Regions from separate parts of the Sus scrofa genome. Here region 2 is linked to region 1. Evidence: chromatin contacts called from public HiChIP or PLAC-seq data. All regions are on one chromosome and are shown on one strand. The core of a region is the stretch at or near the end of the contact, and the rest is flanking DNA. Distances in the headings are between cores, read along the strand shown. Region 1 holds the start of LITAF (lipopolysaccharide-induced tumor necrosis factor-alpha factor). Region 2 holds the start of CLEC16A (protein CLEC16A).

What was found. HiChIP or PLAC-seq counts read pairs in DNA pulled down with a chosen protein or histone mark.
Region 2: an H3K27ac HiChIP or PLAC-seq map of alveolar macrophages shows a contact between it and region 1. The contact joins the promoter of CLEC16A here to the promoter of LITAF in region 1. A contact is called at or near these places in 1 of 47 Hi-C or Micro-C datasets (retroperitoneal adipose tissue) and 1 of 2 datasets of contacts at active chromatin or transcription factors (alveolar macrophages).

Annotation. Positions count from the first base shown.
Region 1 is chr3:31,478,119-31,483,886 of Sscrofa11.1, reverse strand. It overlaps LITAF (lipopolysaccharide-induced tumor necrosis factor-alpha factor), which reads right to left and starts at 1,282. Exons shown (of 4, transcript XM_021086604.1): 1 at 1,263-1,282.
Region 2 is chr3:32,153,777-32,159,721 of Sscrofa11.1, reverse strand. It overlaps CLEC16A (protein CLEC16A), which reads left to right and starts at 1,379. Exons shown (of 25, transcript XM_021086617.1): 1 at 1,379-1,662. The coding sequence starts at 1,583.

The DNA.
Region 1 (5,768 bases), core at 33-2,532:
TACACAGCTTGCCTCAGGCAATGCTGGATTCTTAACCCACTAAGCGAGGACAGGGATCAAACCCGCACCCTGATGGATACCAGTTAGGTTCTTAATCCACTGAGCCACAATGGACACTCCCCCCGGAGGCTCTTCGCAAGAGTAACCGCAGCTGGAGTGAGAGACTGATTCTGAGGAATGGATGGCCTGGAGGCGGATGGGGACACAGCCGAGGCACCCTGGCAACTTGAGGCAGCATATGGAGATCACGTGATATCTTGGCGCCGGATGGGAGACAGGCAGATGAAGGAATCTAGGTAACTGCAAGCAGCACAGAAGGAAAAATGTCGAAGTCTCACCAGCCGAACACAGCCCCCTGGAGGCCAAACGTGTGGCTTTTAAGGAAATACCCTGAATACAACCTGGCTCAGCTAAGCACCTTGGAATCCACTTTTTTTTTTTTCTAACAGATGCATTGAGATATAATTCACACACCCTACAATCAACTCATTTAAAGTGTACATTTCAATGATTTTTAGTACATTCAGAGCTGTGCAACCATCATACAGTCATTGGTAGTTGACTGACGTATGAGGCGGGGGCGGGAAACAGACAATACACCACATACTAATAGCTCTATCCGGTCCCCCACGGCCAGCGGGTCTCTCCCAGCAGTTGATCCATGCACCCCTCCTGTGTCACTGAACACAGGACCCTGTCCCCTCCCCACAGGGGACAATACAGCAGTGAGGCTGGCCAAGCGCCCCGTGACACATGCACACACTTAAGCCAGACAAACATGCACACGTTGGGCCTGAAACAGGAACAAGGTCCCCACATGAGGCTTTGAGGCTGAGGGGCCTCTTTGCCTCCTGGGAGGAAGTGTCCCAGGCCCGAGGTCCAGTCTACGGGGCCACGTCCGGGTTGAAAGCCTGGATGCTCCAGACCCCTCCCAGCACAAGGCAACACAGACCCAACCCAAACTTCCTCTACTGCGAGGGAAACGCAGAGATGAACTTAGTCCAGGGTTTCTTAATACAGATCATGTGGACATTTGGGGCTGGACAATCCCCCGCTGTGCGTGGCTGTCCTGCACCCTGTCGGACGTTGGCAGCATCTCCGACGCCACCTGATGCCAGCAGCTTCCCTTGCCCCACAGCTGGGGGGTAAAATCACCCCCAACTGAGAACCACTGATCTAGATAAGCCCTGTCCAAACCCAGCTGGGGAAACGGAGGCTAAGAGGTGAGGAATCACAACAGCTGCCACTGACCGGGCACCTACCTGGAGCTGACCCCACGCCAAGGGCCCTAGACGTTTTCATTTCGAATCGTCACCGCCATCCTAGGAGGTGAGCGTTACCACTTCTCCTTCACACATGCAGCATCTCTGGCTCAGAGAGGTCAAGTGACTGTCCTTGGGGGCTAGAGCAAGGGGCCACCCGAGCTAGGCATCCCCGACTTGGGGCCCCAGTGGCGGCGGCGGTGGCGGTGGTCACCGTGAGCTGAAGGTGAACTTCACGGAGGGAGCATTGGTAAACAGGCAGCAGGTGCCGGCAAATTCTTTAAGGACATCTGCTGATGGGTCTGTTGTCAATTGCAAACATCTGTGGGTTTCCGCTGGCGTCTGCTCGGCTCCTTCCGGTCCCTGTGGATGGTTGGGCATGTGCGGAATTACAGGTTTCTGAGCTGATGGGCCACCTTTGGCCTCTATTATCCCAGGTCTCTGTGGGCAGGTGGCTCTGGTGAAAACGTAACCATCTGTCAAAACAAAATCATAAGCTCTTGGCGCTGGATGTAGCCTCAGAATGTACCTGATTCAACACCTGCATCCTCCAGGTGGGAAATTGGGGGGGGCGGACCCCTGTGCTCAGGGCTGCCCAGGGAGCTGAGCTGGCACAGGGCTGGAAAGAGGAGCAGCCAAGAGAGACGTCACACACAATTCCCAGTGTACAATCCCACGGCTTTTCGTATATTTCTAGAACAGTGCAACTATCGCCACAATCCATTCTACAACACTATCATCACCCTGCCTCAAAGCCCAGACCCCCTCGCAATGGCCCCCCACTGCTGTTTTCCCCCAATTCATCCCAGCCCTGGCAACCACGAACTAATGTCCCTCTTGATGAATTTGCCTATTCCGAATGTTTCGTGTAAATGGAATCGTACAATCTGCGGTCTCTGGGGACCAGCTTCTCTCACTCAGCGTGTTTTCAAGATTCATCTGTGTTGGAGTTCCCATCGTGGCTCAGTGGTTAACGAGTCCGACTAGGAACCATGAGGTTGAGGGTTCGATCCCTGGCCTTGCTCAGTGGGTTAAGGATCCGGCATTGCCGTGAGCTGTGATGTAGGTTGCAGATGCGGCTCGGATCCCGAGTTGCTGTGGCTCTGGTGTAGGCTGGTGACTACAGCTCTGATTGGACCCCTAGCCTGGGAACCTCCATATGCCGCGGGAGCGGCCCAGGAAATGGCAAAAAGACAAAAAGAAAAAAAAAGTTTCATCTGTGTTGTAACACGTAGCCAGGCTACATTCCTCTTTAAGGCTGAATGATACTCCACTGTAATAATAGACCACATGCTATGTCTCTTCATTCGTTGATAGACATATCCCTTGCTGCCACTTGAGTGTTTGCCTTTTTTTTTCTGGCCATGCCTGCGACCTGTGGAAGTTCCCAGGCCCTAGATCGAGCCCAGGCCACAGCAGCAACAACGCCTGATCCTTAACCACTGCTAGATCACCAGGAAACTCCAAGTTGGAGGTTTTCTTGCTGTTACAAACCTCTTTTCTTTTATGAAACAGTATGTGGGGGGGGGCAGTCCCTTGTGGGGCTTAAGGATCCAGCATTGTCACTGTAGCAGCTTGGGTCACTGCTGCCGTGGTGCAGGTTAGATCTCTGGCCCACCCAGGAACTTCCGCAGGCTTCAAGGTGTGGCCAAAAAAAAAAAAAAACTTACAAAACATCAACGACAACAGCAAAAGGAAAGACTGGGGTGGAGAGTGGTTGGGGAGGTTTTTAATGGCTTTACTAGTCAAAATAAGAAGTTAGCAATCTATGTCCACCCTCAAATTTTTTTAAAGAAACTTTAAATTTTAGAATGGTTTTTGATTTAGAGAAAGATGGTGAACGTAGGGTTGAGAATTCCATGCACTCGCATCCAGCTTCCTCTATTATTAACAGTGACACATTATTATTTACTAAAGTCTGGGCTTTATTCAGATTTCCCCAGGTTTTTGGTTTTTTTTTTTCCCAAAAAAGTCTTTTTTTCTGTTCCAGGATCCCTTCCAGGACACCACATTATGCAGAATCCGACTGCAGGCTCCTCCGGGCTGTGACAGTTTCTCAGACTGTCCTGATTTTTATCACCTTGACACTTTTCGGGAAGAGCTGTCAAATCCCTCAATTGGGATTTGTCCTGTGGTTTTCTCATGATTAGAATGGGGTGCTGTGTTTGGGGAGGAAGCCCACAGAGGTGAAAGGCATTTTTCATCAAAAACATATCAAGGGCACATGGCCTCAAGGTGACCTGTCACTGTCGATGGTGACCTGGCTGATTGAGATGAATTATTTGGAATTCTTCTGTGTGGGAAATTCATCCCTCTCCCATATTAAAAGGCTATATGTATTTATTATATATATTTTATATATTTATTTTATTTTATTTTATTTATTTATTTGTCTTTTTGCCATTTCTTGGGCCGCTCCGGCGGCATACGGAGGTTCCCAGGCTAGGGGTCGAATCGGAGCTGTAGCTGCCAGCCTACACCACAGCCACAGCCATGTGGGATCCGAGCCACATCTGCGGCCTACACCACAGCTCACAGAAACACCAGATCCTTAACCCTCTCAGTAAGGCCAGGGATTGAACCCACATCCTCAGGGATACTAGTTGGGTTAGTTAACCACTGAACCACGACAGGAACTCCTATTTTTTAAAAACTTCTATCAGCAATGCCTTAAATCCTGGCTGTCACCACTGCAGGCTCCTGTTGGTCAAATGGGATCTGCCACAGAGAGAGAGAGAGAGAGACCCCCATTTGCGTGCCAGGCCCAGATGGGGCATTTCATTTCACACAAGAGGCCATTTTCTGGCAAAATGGGGCTGGGCCTCCCCAATTTACAGATGAGGTTCAGAGTGGCCAATGCAGTCCCAGGTCACAAGGTGTGAGCGGCAGCTGCAGAGCCTGAACCCACTGGCTTCTCACCTCCCTCCCCACCCACCCACCTGCTAAAGTTAACTGCTGGCGAGCAGGAAGAACCCAGGCCACGGGGGAGGAGTTGTAGGGGACGGATTATACCAGCCTTGGAGCGCCAGCACCTGCAGGGAGACATCCCACTGCTCCGACCTTCAGCTGCTGTTGCTCCTCTAGTTAGAAAATGGAAAAGGTCAGGAGATGAACTGCGGGACGCCCCGGCCTGAAGGGCGCCACCTTGCGTCGCCGGACCCCCACATACACCGCCCTTTATACTGGGCCTGATGGATGCCCACACACTGGGAGAAGCCCGGCAGGTCCTTTCAAGGACTCTTGGCTCACTCCCTGGACCACATCTGGAAGCGCGCCTCCATCATCCTCCTGCCTCCTAGCAGGGCTGTGCTGGGCATCGCTGAAACCTCGGAGGCCGACTCCTAAGGGACAATCCTTGGGGCGCGGGGGAGGGGGGCAGACCTGGACTCCACGCTTGACCTCTGGTGCCCCCCTCCCACCTGGGAAAGGCAACTCAGTTTCCTGGTCGGGAGCGCTGGACTAGGGGAATCCTGAGATGCTGGTTCACCCTTGGAGAGAGTCCTTCCAGCTCTCTGGGCCTCAGGTCCTCCTCTGTAAAAACGGAGGTAACAGCTGAGTCCCCGGGGGCGGATCAACCCCTGCCTCCAACCAAAACTCCGCTGTCTCAGCCGCCCCGTGGGCCGCCGCCTGTGACAGCAGCGCCCCCTTCTGATCGGGGTGCCTCTTGGCCTCCGTGGAGCGTCCCTTGCTCTCTGTCTCCCTCTGCAGGTCATTCTTGGAAGGGCAACTTCTTATTTATTTATTTATTTATTGTCTTTTTGTCTTTTCTAGGGCCGCTTCCGGCGGCATATGGAGGTTCCCAGGCTAGGGGTCCAATCAGAGCTGTAGCTGCCAGCCTACACCAGAGCCACAGCAACGCGGGATCCGAGCCGCGTCTGCGACCTACACCACAGCTCATGGCAACGCCAGATTCTTAACCCACTGAACAAGGCCAGGGATCGAACCCTCAACCTCATGGTCCCTAGTCGGATTCGTTAACCACTGCGCCACGACAGAAACTCCGAAGGGCAGCTTTTTAAAAAAGCCACTCAGAGGAGTTCCTGCTGTGGCTCAGCAGGTTAAGAACGGGACATAGTCCCCGTGAGGATGAGGGTTCCATTCCTGGCCTCATTCAGTGGGTTAAGGATCCGGCATTGCCACAAGCTGAAGCCTCTGTCAAAGATGTGGCTCAGATCCAGCATCCCTGTGACTCTGGCAAGCTGGCAGCTGCAGCTCCTGTTTGATCCCTAGCCTGGGAACTTCCATATGCCACAGGTGCAGCCCTAAAAGGAAAAAAAAAAAAAAAAAAAAAAAAAAAAAAGCACACCCAGAAGGAGACCAGAACTAGGTTTCTAGACAAGCACTCCTGGGTGCCCATCTCTGCTCTACCATCTGCTAATGCACCCTAAGGACGCCAATGAACGCCCTAAAACCCAATGCTCTGTCATTTATAAAATGCATATAAAATATATATAAATATATATATAATTTTTTGGTTGAGCCATAAAAATCTTACCAAAAAAAAAA
Region 2 (5,945 bases), core at 130-2,629, 680 kb before region 1:
CGTAATAAGGCAGGTCAGGTCTGCAGCAGGAGAATTGCTTCTTGTTTTTACTTTGAGAAACTTGTTTTAAAGCAGTAATAATGCACGTGGTTTTAACCAAGAAATACACAGAAAAGTAATTTCCCTCTGATTCCCCTCCTCAGGGGCAACACCTGTACATCCACCAAGCAACTGATCTTGCCCAAAGCACCCTCCAAAGCAGTTAAGCAGGCCACACTGAGCTGGGTGCTTTACATGCATTGCTTAATTGCAGCCAGATGGGGAAGTGTAGTATGTCATCCCTTTCTACAGACGAGAAAACTGAGAAACAGAAGGACTCTGGAAGCTTCTGGGCCTGTGGGTGTTTGGAGGACAGAACCTGCCCTATTTTCTCCATGACTGTCTCTTGCTCCTTTAGGTGAACTGCAGAGCAAACCATTAATCCTCCAACTGGTGAAAATGAAACAAACTGTCATTCATTTATTCACTCTGCCAACACTTGTTGAACACCTATTATGTGCCAAACTTTGTGCTAGGCATTGGGGAGAACATTGGCTTCTTAGTCCAATTCTGTCCTAAGCGACACAGTAGACCTTTGATAACTATGAGGTGTAGAAATGAATACATAGGAAAAAAATTGCCTCCACAAAATTTCTCCCTCCTAATCCAGAAGAGAAATGTAGATACATCTTGGCTGGTGTAGGAAGCTGGGTATTTCCTTATTTTTAAAAACGTGGTTGTTTTGGAAATGGTATGGATTTTGGGTGAAGACCAGAGAACTCTGAAAGTACAGGACGTTCAATTTTGGTACATTGTTGCTTGAAGGCCTTTCAATATTTATTTTTTAATTTTAGTAGAAAAAGAAAAGTTGTGAGGATAATTCAGACTGTTACCAATTTGGTGCAGTTTTGTTCATGGGGGATAAAAACCAGGGTGCCTGGGTTTGAACCCTGGTTCTGCCCCTTAATAACTGTTATGACCTTGGACAAGTCAACCCTTCTGTGATTCAGTTTCCTTCTGCTAAAAACAGAGATAATAGTACTCACCTCAGAGGGTTTTTAAGAGAATTAAATGACAATATATGTAAGCCGCTTAGGGCAGTGGCACATAGTACGCCAAGCAACAGGTATTCTTATTCTTATCATAAAGCTAATAATTATTAATATTGTGGTAACTTTTATTCACGCATCTTCACGGACTCATTTCTTAGGGCTTCGCCCATAGCTTTCCCGTTCCCGCCCATCCAAGCAATACTGCGGACTACCCCCGTCTCGCTCCGCCTCTTTTCCGAGGCCGCTGGCCCGCAGTTGCGTGATGCACGCTGGGCCTTGTAGTTCGTACGTAGAGTCCTGGCAGCAGGGGCGTCGAGGGTGAACTGCATTTCCCAGCTCTCCTCGTGGCGGCGGCCGTAAAGCGCGGCGGTCGAACGGCCGGTTCCGGCTGAATGTCAGTGCGGGGCTGTGGGCCGGATAGGAAGGTGGTTGGTGGTGTCCCCGCCACCCCCTTCGTTACCTCCTCCGTTTCTGCCGCCGCAGCAGGCGTCCAGCCGCTCAGCCGCTCGGGCATGAGACCGTGAAGCAAGCAACGGGCCAGGGCCGCCGACATGTTTGGCCGCTCGCGGAGCTGGGTGGGCGGGGGCCATGGCAAGTCTTCCCGCAATATCCACTCCTTGGACCACCTCAAGTGAGTGTATTGGGGCAGAGGGGGGAGGCCGCGGGGCTGGACGTGGGGTTGGGGGCGCATAGCCCTGGGCCGGGGGCGCTGGGAAGTGTGAGAGCGGAGGCGGAGGGCTGAGAGAGGCGCCCGAGAAAAGCTGTGTGGTAGTTAAGAGCTAAGGGCTCTGCGCTCAGGGCGCCTGTGTTTGAACCCTGACCCCGTAGCTCCTCTCTGTGTGACCTTGGGCAAGTCGCTTGGTTTCTCAGAGTCTCGGTTTTTGCATCAGTAGAGTAAGGGGATGAGATTTCAGTTTACGGATGCAGATTTCGTTCTTGCCCGGGTCGGACAATGGGCACCAAGCTTCCCCGGGGTGGTACTTCTTAGGCTGGACAGCTTGGGGGTCGGAGGTTTGGATCCTGGAGTCAGAGACATGTGGGTTCGAATTTAAGTGTGTGAATTTAGGCTTCTGTTTCCTCAGTGGTAAAATGGATATAGTGACAGCCCCTGCTTCCTACCATTCTTTTGTGGGTAGAATAAGAGAATGTACAAAAAATTGGAAGCTTGTCCAAGTGCTTGATAAAGGACAGTATTTTTTTTTTTAAATTAGTTTCTTAGGAGAGTCTAAAGAGGGACTGTCAGAGTAGAGCTTTGGGTGAGGACAGGTGGCAGAGGTGGTCCTGGGAAGCAGAAAGAAGTACAGAGTGGCTTTGCAGTCAGATCTGCATTCAAATCCTGATTCCACCATTTAATGGCTGTGTGACCTTGGACAAATTGCTTCACCTCTCTGAGCCTCTGATTCCTCATGTGCAAATGGGGGTGACGAACATTGCGCAAGGATTCAGTAATGCTGTTCGTGGAAATAGATCGATCCGCTGTCTGTTATTCAGTAGGTGGCCAATAATGGTAGCTGTGTTTATTAGCTGGGCAAGGGCTTCTCAGACCACCCTACCTAAACTGCTTCCCTTACCCCAATTCCTTTCTGTTAGAGCTTTCTCTTGATTTCATTCGTTTGATTCATCTCCACTATCTGCAGTTACCCTGTTGTTGTTGTTGTTGTTATTTGTTTTTTTTTTTTTTTTACTACTTTTCTGTTTTCTCCTAACCTGGTACCTCCAGGAGGCCAGAGAACTTGTTTTGCTTACGCCTGTATTCCCAGCATCTAGCTCTGTGCCTGGCACACAGTAGGAGCTCAGTGGATACTTAAAGAATGAAAAACATGGGAGTTCTGCTGTGGCACAGTGAACTAAGGACCCGGTGTTTCCGCCGCTGTGGTGGAGGTCACAACTGCAGCTCGGATTCAGTCCCTGGCCCTGGAGATTCTACATGCTGCAGGTGTGGCTGAAAAAGAAAAAAAGGAAAAAAGAAAGAGAAAAGAATGAAGAAAATGAATGAATCGGGGAGAGGTGTAGAGTATGCAGGCAGAGCCCAGAGCTCAGGGTGTGTGTGTGTGTGTGTGTGTGTTGCCGGAAGTTGAGACCTTTGAGGAGGGAACGGCTTTGGGGAGGAAGATATAGTGGGGGTGGGGGGGATAGTCAACCTTTTGTGGTAATCAATTGGTTGGTTTCCAGAAGGAGCACCCAAGATTATTAATAGAAAACGGGTGGAGGAGGTGGGAGACAGGGAGCAGTAGGAGGAAGACAGGGGCCTCCGGAAAGAATTGGTGGGAGGCAAGTTAGGTAGGGGCTTCTCATTTGGCAGGGAGCAGGGGTGCTATAATTCCAAGCTGTATCCTTTCTAGCATGCAGCAGGCATTTAATGTTTGTGGGTCTCAAAGAGTGGGGGGCAGGAGGGATTGTTATGTAGTGAGGAATGGTTTGGGGAGGTGGCAATGAGAGGGGACAGGGAGAGGAGAGAGGCCTAGGTTCAGGAGGGTGTGTGTAGAGAAGCAGGAGTCTTAAATGGGAGGGCAGCTGGACGGCAAAGGGAGAGGCTTGAGGACTCAGGAATTTAGAGAGTGGGTGGATGAGGCGGAGAGGGGAGGATGGTTATCTAAGGAGGCCAGGCCTCTTGCCAGCATCCAGGTACCTGCAGTCTCTCACTAACTCTGCCTGACTCTAGCCCTTTAGTAATTATTGAATGCATTTTCGGTGCCAGGTGCTTGTTAAGGGCTTCCTGTGTCTTATTTCCTTCAGTCCTCACAAGTCCCATGAGGTATAGGAAGGATTATTGTTACCATTTGATAGAGTAGAAACTAAAATCCAAAGAGGTTAAATCACTTGCCCAAGGTGGTAAGAGCTAAAATGTCAGAGCCAGGATTTAACTTCAGTGTTTGCATCATTACACTGGTTTTTGTTTTTTGTTTTTTTTTGGGTTTTTTTAAATAAAACTTTCAAAAAGTGAGTTTGGGAAGACATTCAGCGTGACTGAGTTATTTTGCCTAATGGGGCATCTTTGCTGTCCAACCAACCAGGGAGGGAATGGTCCAGGTTCTCAGGTTCCTTTGAAGTGTCAGAAACTGCCCAGGTTCATTGTTTAGGTCACAGGGCTATTAGGTGCTTTTTGGAAACCGGAGCTGCCTGCCCTGGATCAGGCAGATCAGCTTAATCCATATTACAGGCTGAAGAACCTGGTGATGGGTGTTTTGCTGTGGGGCTTAGCAGATTCCAAAGTGATGGGAAGGAGCACCCACCATAAACAACTAGTGCCCACTCCGCGCGTGGCTCTGATGGGAGATGTCCTGGGCCTTGAGTACAGAACAGCCCATTCCCTGAGGGAGCTCACAGGCTGGCGGGGGCGACAGCCATAGAGCTAGTGACTCTGCAGTGTGACAAGTGCTGGGATCCCTCTAGGTTCATGGTTCTGCGCAAACCCCTCTCGGAAGCTCTCGGAGAGGCAGCACCAGAGCAGAGTTGTCAAGGGCAAGCAGGGGCCACCGTGTGGAGTGCAGCATGTGAGAAGGCGACCCTGGGGTTTGAGGAATGTCGAGGTGGGGCTGGTAGTTGTGGGAAACAGGACTGGAGGTGGAACAGGGCTTGGGCTTCCTCTGATGTGCACGGTGCCTGGGACTGAGGGGTTTCCCAGGACATGGGACGGGACTTTCAGTGCTAAAACTGGGAAAGTCCTGGGCAACCTGTACAAATTAATTACCCAGTGACAAGTGACAATTCCTAATGCATTCTTGCCCTAAGTGCGACTAGAGAGAAGAGATTAAGATAGTTAAACGAATTTATCTTTTTTATTTTTTTTTAGGGCTACACCTACAGCATATGGAGGTTCTCAGGCTAGGTCCAATCAGAGCTGTAGCCGCTGGCCTACACCACAGCCACAGCAATGCAGGATCCGAGCCGAGTCTGTGATCTAGACCATAGCTCACGGCAACTTGGGATCCTTAACCCACTGAGCGAGGCAGGGGATCAAACCCTCATCCTCATGGATGCTAGTTGGGTTCGTTAACTGATGAGGACCATGGGAACTCCCTAAATGAATTTAGAATCGACCGTTTTGGGAGGGGGCACAAAAACATCTGGGAACCTTTTTCCTCTTGAAAAAAATTTTTTTTCTTTAAATTTTTTGCCTTTTTAGGGTCGCACCCACGGCATATGGAGGTTGCCAGGCTAGGGTCGCATTGGAGCTGTGGCTGCCGGCCCATGCCACAGCCAAGCAACTCGTGATTTTAGCCGTGTTTGTAACCTCATGGCAGTGCCGGATCCTTAACCCACTGAGCGAGGCCAGGGGTCAAATCCGCATCCTCATGGATGCTAGTCAGATTTGTTTCCCCTGAGCTACAACGTGAATGCCTCTTGCCCTAATTCTGATCACCTTTGTGTGGGTCGCAAGATTCTTGGCTGCCCATGACATACACCCAGCTGGAATTGCCTTAAAGCCCCACATGGGATAGATTGGCTCTTGCCGCTGAAGTCTGTCCCAGCAGAGCCACGGGTCTGGGTGTTCGGACGAGCCATCACTGACTGCTCTTCCTGGTTCTTGTCTCTGCTTTCTTCTGGGTTGGTGTCATTCTCAGCAGGCTCCAGGCGCACATCTCATCAGCTTAGCCACCACTGGGAAAAAGAGCTTCTTTCCCTAATATTGGTGCAGAAGTCCAAAAGTGAGTGTCGTTGAATCAGCCTGGGGTCTCCTGCCCTGCCCTGAGCTAGTCGCTGTGGCAAGGGACTGACAGAGTGCTCTGACTGGCCCTTCCCTGGAGCTGGAGAGGCATGAGCTCCTTCCAAGCTAGTGGGCATAGAGCGAGAGAAAGGGGTGGTTCCATGAAGGAAAGTCAGGGAGAAGAGGAAAGTATACCCAGCAGTTCCCCTTCTCTTGGTATATTCAGCTTTTGCCTAAGATAGTGCTATTTTATTTTTAGAGCTTGG